Regions from separate parts of the Mus musculus genome. Here all the other regions are linked to region 1. A link is a contact called in public HiChIP or PLAC-seq and promoter capture Hi-C data. All regions are on one chromosome and are shown on one strand. Each heading gives the region's core, a stretch centred on a gene start, on an enhancer-like site or on the middle of the called end of the contact. The rest is flanking DNA. Distances are from core to core; before and after follow the strand shown.

Region 1 (3,082 bases), core at 408-2,907:
TTTTTTTTTAAAAAAAAAAAGAGACAAAACAAAAACCTACTATGTTTTACAGAAAGGCTTTCACGCATCCCAAGATGGCCTCAAACTTAGGATCCTTCTGCCTCCACCACTCCCGGCCTTAGGAAGTATTTGGGATAAAACTTAGGGTTTTGTGCATGCAAGGTAAGCACAATACCAAATGAGTAGCACACTACCAAATGAGTAGCTCTTGGACCTACTTTATACTTTGAAAAAGGCTTAGCTAGCCCTGAACTCTAATATTCAGGTTGGTTTGGAACTCCTCTACAGCCCAGGTTGGCCTTGAACTCACATCTGACTTACCTTTATCAACAGAAAAAAACGTTCTTTCCTTCCATCTCGTATCTTCCCCTAGCTTAGTTCTAGCAAAGAATTAGAAACAATTTATTTTTCCGCTTTGTTTTTGTTTTTTGTCTCCCTGGGCTACCTACATCCTCCGGCTGTCTGCGAACTCTGAGAGTTTCTCATGTTTCATCTCCACCACCCCTGCCCCCAACGTCACTGTGTCTTCCCAGATTAAAAGAAAAGAAAAGAAACAAAAACCACCTGTTCTGCCTCGGGGGCCGAAAAGGGACTTGGGATCGAATCCCGCCACAAGCTGACCCCACTGGATGACCTTGGCCGAGTCCCCTTCATCCCCCTTTGGGGTTGGGACTAAGCAGTACAGGGAACGCGGTGTCATCGATCCCCCGAACCCGTTCGTGGTGTTATTTCCCTCTGGTCGCATCGCTGGGGGCGTCGAGATTCGAATCCTTGCACCCGGCGCCCGCGGAGCCCCAGTATTAGCGCCCAGCGCGAAGGCCAACGGGCCACTCCGGGCCCGGCGGTGGGTGTCGCCATGGCGACCATGGGGTTCCCCCCCGCGAACCTCACCTTCTTCAGCCGCTCCATCAGCACGCTCTTGTTGCCGCTCGAGTCGAGGTTCCGCTTCTTCAGCTCCGCCCGCAGGTCGATCACCCGCAGGTCGCTGAGCCGCCGCGTCCCGGTCTCTGACGCCGCGGAGCTCACGGCCGCCGCGCCCGCCGCACTCGCGTCTCCTAAACCCGACAGAGTCTCCGCCATTCCAGGGACCCTGGTTCCGTCGCCCACTTCACACAGAACCGGGTCAGTGGGTTTGCGTGAGTGTGTTTTTTTTTTGATTTGTTATTATTATTATTTTTTTGAATCTCGGCCCTCTTACCACAAAATGGCGCCGCCTGAGAGGGAACCGCTTCAGCCTCCCCGGAGGCGCACCTCGACACTGCGCAGGCGCCGCCGGCGCGAGCCCTACGCTCTCAGACGCCTTTACCCAAGCGCAGTGTGCGCGGCGGCAGAGACGACGTAGGCGCGCCTCGCCGGCTCGCGCTTGGCCGCGGACCAAGACGCATGCGTGCTACAGGTCGTGCGCCTGCGCATCACTGTCGGAGCGCTGGCCGTAGAGCGGTGGCGTGCGCAGCCGGGCAACGCTGCGAGAGGCAAACGGGGGTCAGTGAGCGTAGCGAGGCGGTGCGCGTGCGCATTAAAAAGAGGGTGGCGACGGGGCCGGGGGGGGGGGGGGGAGGGGGGGCTTACGACCGGTTGCGCATGTGCACTTGTACCCGCGAGGCTCGAGACTGCTTTGGCGTGCGACCTAGGAGGTGCGTCAGAGCTGTGCGCCTGCGCAGCCGCAAAGGGAGGCGGGAGGAAGCGAGTGCGTTTTCCTCTTCGGCAGCGCCATTTTGTACTACCTCCGAGCCGCCACAGCTGGTGCCAGCGAGTGGAGGGGGTTCCGGAGCGAGTTGGGAAGTCGCGGAAGCGAGGATGGCGGAACCCGGGACCGGGTCGGGCGACCCCGCCTTTGGTCCGGGCGCCTCGGAGAGTGGGACGCGGCGGCTCAGCGACCTGCGGGTGATCGACCTGAGGGCGGAGCTGAAAAAGCGGAACCTGGATACGGGAGGCAACAAGAGCGTGCTGATGGAGCGGCTGAGGAAGGTGAGGGAACCCGAGTGGCGCCGTGGACCCGGGCACGTAACTGCCCGCGCAGACTCGGGCCGGCCTTCCCACCCCGAGCCCCCCCCCCCGACTTCGGTCTGTGCTGTCAGTTACCGAAGCAGCCGAGGCTGTGTGACCTTTACTAGTCGCTGCCCCTCTCTGTGTCTCGCCTCCCACTTGCCCCGGGATTTGCAGGAAGCCGGGCCTTGTTGAGTAATCGGGTGGCTCTGGGCACGTCTCCATGATGACCTTGCACCTGCAGCTGTCTTTTCCGCCACCCTAGTTTTACTCTTCTGGGGAATCTATCAGTCAACCCCACTGTTGGCGGTGCCCAGTGTCTCTGCACAGACCATGTTCGCTCCCAGGTCCGGTCCCCTCGCGCTTCCCTGGTCTTGGAGCCTAGTTGTCATCTCGAGTCAGCGTAAGATGTCACTTTCCTCCCCCTAGACAAGAAGTCTTGTCTACTGCCCTTCAGCGCTTGACACAAGCTTGCCTCTGTGGAACAGGGTCCTTGAGGGTTAGGGACTCCTGATTGGCTGCAAGTAGAAGGCGCCAGAATACTTTGAGGGAAAATTGGCCAGCGCTTTCTTCTTCGGTCTATGTTGTTTTTCCTTATCAAAAATCAGCGCCTCCCCTCCCACGCAAAACTTTTTTTGGAGAGCTACTGTGGCCCAGTGTGGCCTTGGACTTGCTGTGAAACCCAGACTAGACTTCAGCTCTTGGTCTCCTGCCCCCCCTTTTCACTTCCAAAATGCTGGAATTAAAGGTTTGCTTTGTTATGGGAGGCCTTTTGAGCGCCCCATTCAGCTCTTTGCCCTGCCTGAATCAAGGACAGGTTTCCTACCATCATCCCTGTGTTTGATGAAAGAGCACACAAGATGAGCGGTCACCAACCCTGATTTGGGGTTAATACTTGGATTTTATTCTATTTTTTTGTCTTGGGTTGGGGATTACATCTAGGGCTACAAGCTGCCAGGTCATGTATGACCACAACCTGCTGACAGTGACTCTGCAACCCAAGCTTTCAGCTTCCCTTTCTCTAGGTTTTGGGTCTTGAGCAGGGAAGGGGAGCTGGCTGCTAAATGTGGTCTTAAGCTAGATTGTGAACACTTGC
Region 2 (3,082 bases), core at 423-2,922, 540 kb after region 1:
GCCTCTGAGTGCTGCTGGGATTAAAGGTGTGTGCCACCACACCCAGATGAGAACCTGCCATAGGTAAATGCCTTGGGTGCATAGAAACTCCATCAGTAATTTGGGGTGAATTCCCATACATTTTGCTAATGTTGCATGCAATTCAGACTTAAGCTTTCCTACAACCTCAGCTATCCAGAGTAGAAACAGCCCAGGCACACCAACTTAGAGACTCGGACCCCCAGAACACTCTCCCTTCTTCTCATTTGAATGGAAGGTAACATCACCTCAATTTTCTATTTTAAAAAAAAAAGCCACCCCCCCCCGAAGGACACTTTTTTCTTTAAAAGTTTTATTCCACTTTAATTAATTTATTGGATACAGGCTTGTGGAATTGATTCTCTTCTTCCCAGGATACAATTCAGGTGGTCAGAGGCCAGATCAACCTGAAATTCATCATCCTCCTGCCTCAGCTTCTAGGATGCTGAACTGCAGGTATGAACTGCTACACCAAACTGGTCTTTATTGCCAGAGCAATAGTGTCGGTTTTAAACGTTCCACCTTGGTTAAATAAAAACAATGCTCCATGAGAGTCCAGGAATTGTACGACTATTAATGCCCACATAAAATTCTCAAGCCAGTCAGAACAACAGCTCCAGCCTTCCTGGAATACCAGGCTGTGAAGGGTGTGTGTGTGTGTGTGTGTGTGTGTGTGTGTGTGTGTGTGTGTGTGTATCTTTGATGATCAGAACTGTAAAAGGGGCCAGAGTTATCCCAGAAGTGGATGGAGATTGAGGATGCGGCTCTCCATCCTGAAATTGGCCATCCCCAATTCCCCTCATCTCCGAGCTTGCAGACTAGTGTAATGTACCCAGAAGGGCTGTCTAGTCAGTGGTGCTCAATTGGAGAAATCTTAGTCTATCAGGACCGACCTCGTCTTTTCCAGCCCCTCAATCGTTCAACACACACTGGGGATACAATTTAGCGGGGAATAGGCACCCCACATTTCGGGAAGCCTACCGCATGCTACAAAGACTCCTAACACGTACCCGACTGGTCCATACCACACTCACAAAGGGCCCCTTTTCGGGACCCAGAAAGGGTTCCTGGCTATGCTTTAACCACCCAAACCGACCTTCCTGGACTAGCCCTGCCCCGCAGAGTTGCTGCTACTCTGGTGTCCAGAGCTCAAGTGAGCACGGGCCTCAATTTCCCCGCCCATTGCAAAGGTCCGAACTGCTCTGGAATTCACAAACGCACTTAATAACTTGTACGACTGACTTTTCTTCTCCTTGCCCTCAGTTTCTCCACTTGCTGCTACAAGATCCAATTGATTTCAAGAGGACACAAGCACTCAGGATCCATCAAATCCAACTCGGGGCCTCGGTTTCCCCATTTACTCCAGCTATTTAGGCGACACAAGATGCCTTCGGGAGCTTGCGAAGCTGACTCTTCCCCCTCCCCGAGGCCTCAGTTTCCTAAGAGCCCTCCCTTCTCCTGGTCTCCGCCCCGAGGCCACTTAGGCTTGGATCCGCTCCTTTAGGCAGTTTCACCCACCCGCGGCTGTCCGCGTCGCGGCCTCCGGCTCCTCCAACATCTCCGCGACGGCGGCGGCGGCGGCGGCGGCGGCGGCGGCGGCGGCGGCTCAGGCTTCAGTCGGGCGGCCAGGCTGCACACTCCGCCTCCCACCGGTGTCACTTCTGCTGCCGCCGCGGCCGCCGCGCTCGTATTTGGCGGGAACCGCGGCAACCACCGCGGCCCGCGCGCCGATTGGAGGAGCTTGCGTCACGTGACACCTCAGCCTCCGGAAAAAGAGGTGCACTCAGTACGTCCTCGCGAGAACTTCGGTTTATGTGCTAGAAAATCCCGCGGGAGGCGGATGAAGGCTCCTTTCCGGCGGTTCAGGAGCTGCTGGGAAGATCTGCATTTCTATTGATCCTAAGAAATGTCAATCTAAAATATCAGCGTTTGCACACCCCCCACACCCCTTTTATTGGCTATATGCGTTCCAGGAGGTGGGAAGGGTACGTTTAGATTAGTAGTGACAACTTGAAATTACCCATTGGAAGAGTAATGGGAATTAAGGTATAATAGTGACGGGTTGAAAGTAGCCATTGTAATTAGAGAATTACTTCCTTTAATTTTATTTCTTGCATTAATTTCTCTTTTAACTATAATTTTTTTTCGAGACAGGGTTTCTCTTTGTAGCCCTGGCTGTCCTGGAACTCACTCTGTAGACCAGGCTGGCCTTGAACTCAGAAATCTGCCTACCTCTGTCTCCCAAGTGCTGGGATTAAAGGCGTGTGCCACCATTGCCCGGATATAAACTCTTTCTAAAAATGTTACAGCTGGGCATTTCATTTTTGAAATGATGAACCACTTTTTAATAAATTAACAATTTGCTTTATTTTAAAATTAGGAATGTTTTTCTATTGTAAAATTATAAATCTTTTCAACCATATATTCCTTCTTTTCGTGTAAATTACTTTGAAGAATATTAAATGAAAAAAATTGAGTCTGGTGCTTCATGCTTTTAATCCTAGTACTTGGGATTTACAAGCAGGTGGATCTCTGAGTTCGAGGACAACCTGATCTACATAGCAAGATCCAAGACAGCCAGTGATACGATGTATAAAAAAATGTTTTTCAGCCGGCCTTTAATCCCAGCACTCTGGAGGCAGAGGCAGGTGGATTTCTGAGTTTGAGGCCAGCCTGGTCTGCAGAGTGAGTTCCAGGACAGCCTGGGCTATACAGAGAAACCCTGTCTCAAAAACAACAACAACAACAAAAGAATAATTGCCTCTGTCTTTTGTTTTTGTTTTTAATTTTAAGACAGAATCTCACTATGTAGCCTTGCTGATCTGGAACCCAATCACTAGTTTCTAAATCTTTTCTTGTTGTTGTTGCTGCTGTTGTTAGGTGGAGGAAGAAACCTTTCTTTATCTGCAAACAGCTCGAATGCCTGCAACAGTTTTCTTGAAGCTGTGGCTAGTAAGTGGGTTATTTAGCTAATGAATTAGTTGTATGAATTGCTTTTGGGCCATGGGCTCAGTGAAGGTAAGGAGTGCTCTAGTGTCACGGACCTCATCAAATCTCTGACTTG
Region 3 (3,082 bases), core at 351-2,850, 520 kb before region 1:
CATGGGAATGGGGAGGAAAGAGAGGAGACAAAACAGAAGAAAAGGAGGGAGGGGCCACCCAGAAGGGATACAATTTAAGAAAGTGGTTGTGGAATAAGAACGAGGCAAAGGGGCGAGGGTCTAGAGTGTTAAGAGCGGAGATGCACATGGACTCCTGGAAGGAGCTGAGTAAAGGGGCCACAAGAGGGGAAGGGGGAGAGGAGAAAAGAAGAGAGAGAAATCAGAGGAGTAAGAGAGGGATGAACAAAACTGGGAGAGAGGTGGGATATGGAGAGTGCAGGAAGAGAGTCATCTCTGAGGGCAAATAATTTGACAACTAAGACTTGACAGGGAGAGACTAGGGCTCGGGCTCAATAGGGTGCCTGAAGCCCAAAGGCATTCATTTATCCCAGCCCATTGGAGGTGTTGGCAGCAGGGCGGCCAGCCTCAGCTACATAATGAATTTGGAGGAAGCCTGGGCTACATGGGAGGGATAGAGGAAGGAAAAGAGAAAAGGAGATCTCCCAGAGTCAGCTGGGGGTGAGAATTCTCAATTCTCTGAAAACCTGGATGGGGTCCCAAGGATGACAGTTGGAGCTGTGACAGCAAGTGAGAAAGGCTGAGTAAGTGAGGGAGAGGGACATGACTAGAAGGTTGAACAGGTCCCCTTGTTCAACCTCCCTGCGGGACCCGCTGGAAATAAATCAGGGGGCACTCACGGTTTTTAGCCAGTAGCTTGGCGAACACAGGAGAGCCCTGGGAAGAAAGAAAAATAAAGGTAGATGGTACCTTACATCCTAAAGAAGCAGATAGGAACTCATACGGCCCAGCACACATTGGGGCGTCCAACTTTGGATGGAGAAGGAGAGCCCTGAAGGCCTAAGTGGGACTGAAGGGAACTGCGGTGCACCCTCGGGAGTTCTCCCCCAGGTTTCATAGGTTCATTCAAGGGGTCAAGACGCAAAGGGATTTCCTCTGAGTGCGAGATGGAGAGGGGGTGCTTCAAGCGGAGTAGCAGGAGCAGAGCGAGGCGGGGCGGGGCGGGGCGGGGCGGGGGTGGGGAGGAAGTGCTGTTCTCTCCCTGTCGGTGCAGCGATGCTTCCAGAAGGTAAGAAAGAGTCCCCTAGGGATGAGATGAGCCTCACCTGTTGTGTAGTGTTGGGGCAGCCAATGTGGGAAACAGGGGTGACCTGGTCTGCATTATTCTCTCGGGTACCCAGGTTGGGCGAGGTGGTGATTGTGAGCGCTGGCCGAGGCTCGGTGCGGGTGAAGATAGGAACACAGGCGGCGATCAGAAGCAGCAAAACCAAAGCGACTAGGCCATAGAGCTTTGGGTGGCGGGAACAGAAGTTCAGTGCAGGCGGCCACGCGGCCTCGCGATCCCGAACATTAACCGCAGGGTAGGCAGCATCCGTGGGGAGCGCGGCATTTGTGGGGCGCACAGTATCTGAGAGGAGCGCAGCGTCCGCGAGGAGCCCGGTATCTCTGAGGAGCGCCGCATCCGAGGGGCACGAAGTACCTGCTGGATGTCTGGCATCCGCGGTATCCTCCACATCAAGTGTGTGCTGGTCCATTACCACGGTCGGTCAGTGCACGTCTCCCGCCAGTGCCCGTGCTTTATAGGCTACCGAGGCGCCTTTTCCGGGGAGGGAAGGGAGGGAGGGCAGCCGCGGGGTTCCCGGGCTCCGCGCTCCGCCCCTCGACTCCCGGAACTTTCTCTCCTCCTCCCCCCTTCCCCTCCCCCTTCTCGCCCCTTTCCCCTTCCCTGTCCAGGCCCTGTGCCCGCCCGTCCTTCTTCCCTTTTTGTGTGTGTGTGTGTGTGTGTGTGTGTGTGTGTGTGTGTGTGTGTGTTTGATTTGGTTTAACACTGACACATTAAAGAGCTTTTTATATGATGGGAACCATGTGATATCGGAATCCATTCCCTCCCTGGCCTCTCCTGAATCCACAGCTCTGTCTCCCTTCTTTTTCTGTGTTCCCCACTGGTAGGTTATTTCTCCGCTGCTGATTTTCATTCCTGTTTTTCTGTCTCTCAAACTTCTGTCTCTCTCCTGATCTCTCCTGCTCCCTTTTTCTTCCAACCCCTAGCTCCCCATCCCTGGGACGCCCTAAATGCAGGGGGTTTTGTTGTTGTTTTGTTTTGTTTTGTTTTGTTTTTTGTTGTTGTTGTTTTGTCGAGGACTCTAGGGACATCCAAAACTGCCCACCCATCCCCAGCGGAATCAAAGAGACCTGCTAGGCACCCACTCACTCAGCCTCTTCCTCCCCAGGACCCCATCTCTACCCTGGGCCTTTCCTGGTGTGTCCCCACCCACTTTCTTGGGGCTTCCTGTTAGTAGTCTCTTAGGACTCCAGAAACAGAAGGCTGGAGAGTCCAGATAGAGAAATTCCCCCAGGCAGCGGACACATTTCCAATTTCCCATTCTTTCACTGTTCTTGCCTGAGGTAGAGGCAAAAGGGGGGGGCGCAGAGAAGACCCCCCAAAAGAGGAACTGAGAGATGACTGGCTCTGGGCAAACCTTGGAGACAGACTCCTCAATGTTCTGATCTGGTTAGATCTGCTGAGATGGCTCAGCCAGTAATAGTATAATCACAAGCCTGGTGGCCTGAGTTCAGTCCTCAGGACCTACATGGTGGGAAGAAAGAACTGACACCCAGAAATTTGTCCTGAAAGTGCCCTTTGACCACGACATGCATACCATCAGTAAACATAATTAAAAAAAAAAAAAGTACTGATATAACCAGACCATTTATCTCAGCAGGAAACAACAAGCTATAAAATGGGGAGTTGTTTGTTTCTACATAGGGTCTGGTCTTCGCCTTGCAGCCCTCCAACTCACTAGACAGCCTAGGATGACTCTGAACTTCTGACCCTCCCCAGTATATTGGGATACAGACACAGACAGGCATACACCCTCAAATCCAGCTTCTTCTGTGTTGGGGAAGGAGCGCAAAGCCTCGAGCTTACTGGGCCAAGATTCTTACAACAGAGACCCAGCCCAGGCCCCACCTGCTTTTTTTCCATACTGGGCATGGAACCTACTGAGCTCCCAGCCTGGGAGACGTGCACGGAGCCCCCTCTGGAGACACCAGCCACCCCTTC

The links. Promoter capture Hi-C pulls out the DNA fragments that hold promoters and counts their contacts. HiChIP or PLAC-seq counts read pairs in DNA pulled down with a chosen protein or histone mark.
Region 2: a contact with region 1 is called in a promoter capture Hi-C map of second pharyngeal arch cranial neural crest. The contact joins the promoter of Chaf1a here to the promoter of Safb2 in region 1. A contact is called at or near these places in 8 of 39 promoter capture datasets (the C10 cell line, cranial neural crest, frontonasal cranial neural crest and 4 more), 3 of 484 Hi-C or Micro-C datasets (embryonic stem cells, erythroblasts and muscle stem cells), 8 of 115 datasets of contacts at active chromatin or transcription factors (cardiomyocytes, embryonic stem cells, extraembryonic endoderm stem cells and 3 more) and 1 of 9 other capture datasets (adipose tissue).
Region 3: an HNF4G HiChIP or PLAC-seq map of pancreatic cancer cells shows a contact between it and region 1. The contact joins the promoter of Tnfsf9 here to the promoter of Safb2 in region 1. A contact is called at or near these places in 1 of 39 promoter capture datasets (liver) and 1 of 115 datasets of contacts at active chromatin or transcription factors (pancreatic cancer cells).

What each region holds. Positions count from the first base shown.
Region 1 is chr17:56,583,160-56,586,241 of GRCm38.p6, reverse strand. It overlaps Safb2 (scaffold attachment factor B2), which reads left to right and starts at 1,657. Exons shown (of 21, transcript NM_001029979.3): 1 at 1,657-1,968. The coding sequence starts at 1,798. It overlaps Safb (scaffold attachment factor B), which reads right to left and starts at 1,260. Exons shown (of 21, transcript NM_001163300.1): 1 at 892-1,260. The coding sequence starts at 1,080.
Region 2 is chr17:56,039,006-56,042,087 of GRCm38.p6, reverse strand. It overlaps Chaf1a (chromatin assembly factor 1, subunit A (p150)), which reads right to left and starts at 1,672. Exons shown (of 14, transcript NM_013733.3): 1 at 1,537-1,672. The coding sequence starts at 1,576.
Region 3 is chr17:57,103,903-57,106,984 of GRCm38.p6, reverse strand. It overlaps Tnfsf9 (tumor necrosis factor (ligand) superfamily, member 9), which reads right to left and starts at 1,600. Exons shown (of 3, transcript NM_009404.3): 1 at 1,125-1,600; 2 at 699-735. The coding sequence starts at 1,553. Gm11110 (predicted gene 11110) reads left to right here and starts at 1,043. Exons shown (of 4, transcript NR_033508.1): 1 at 1,043-1,087.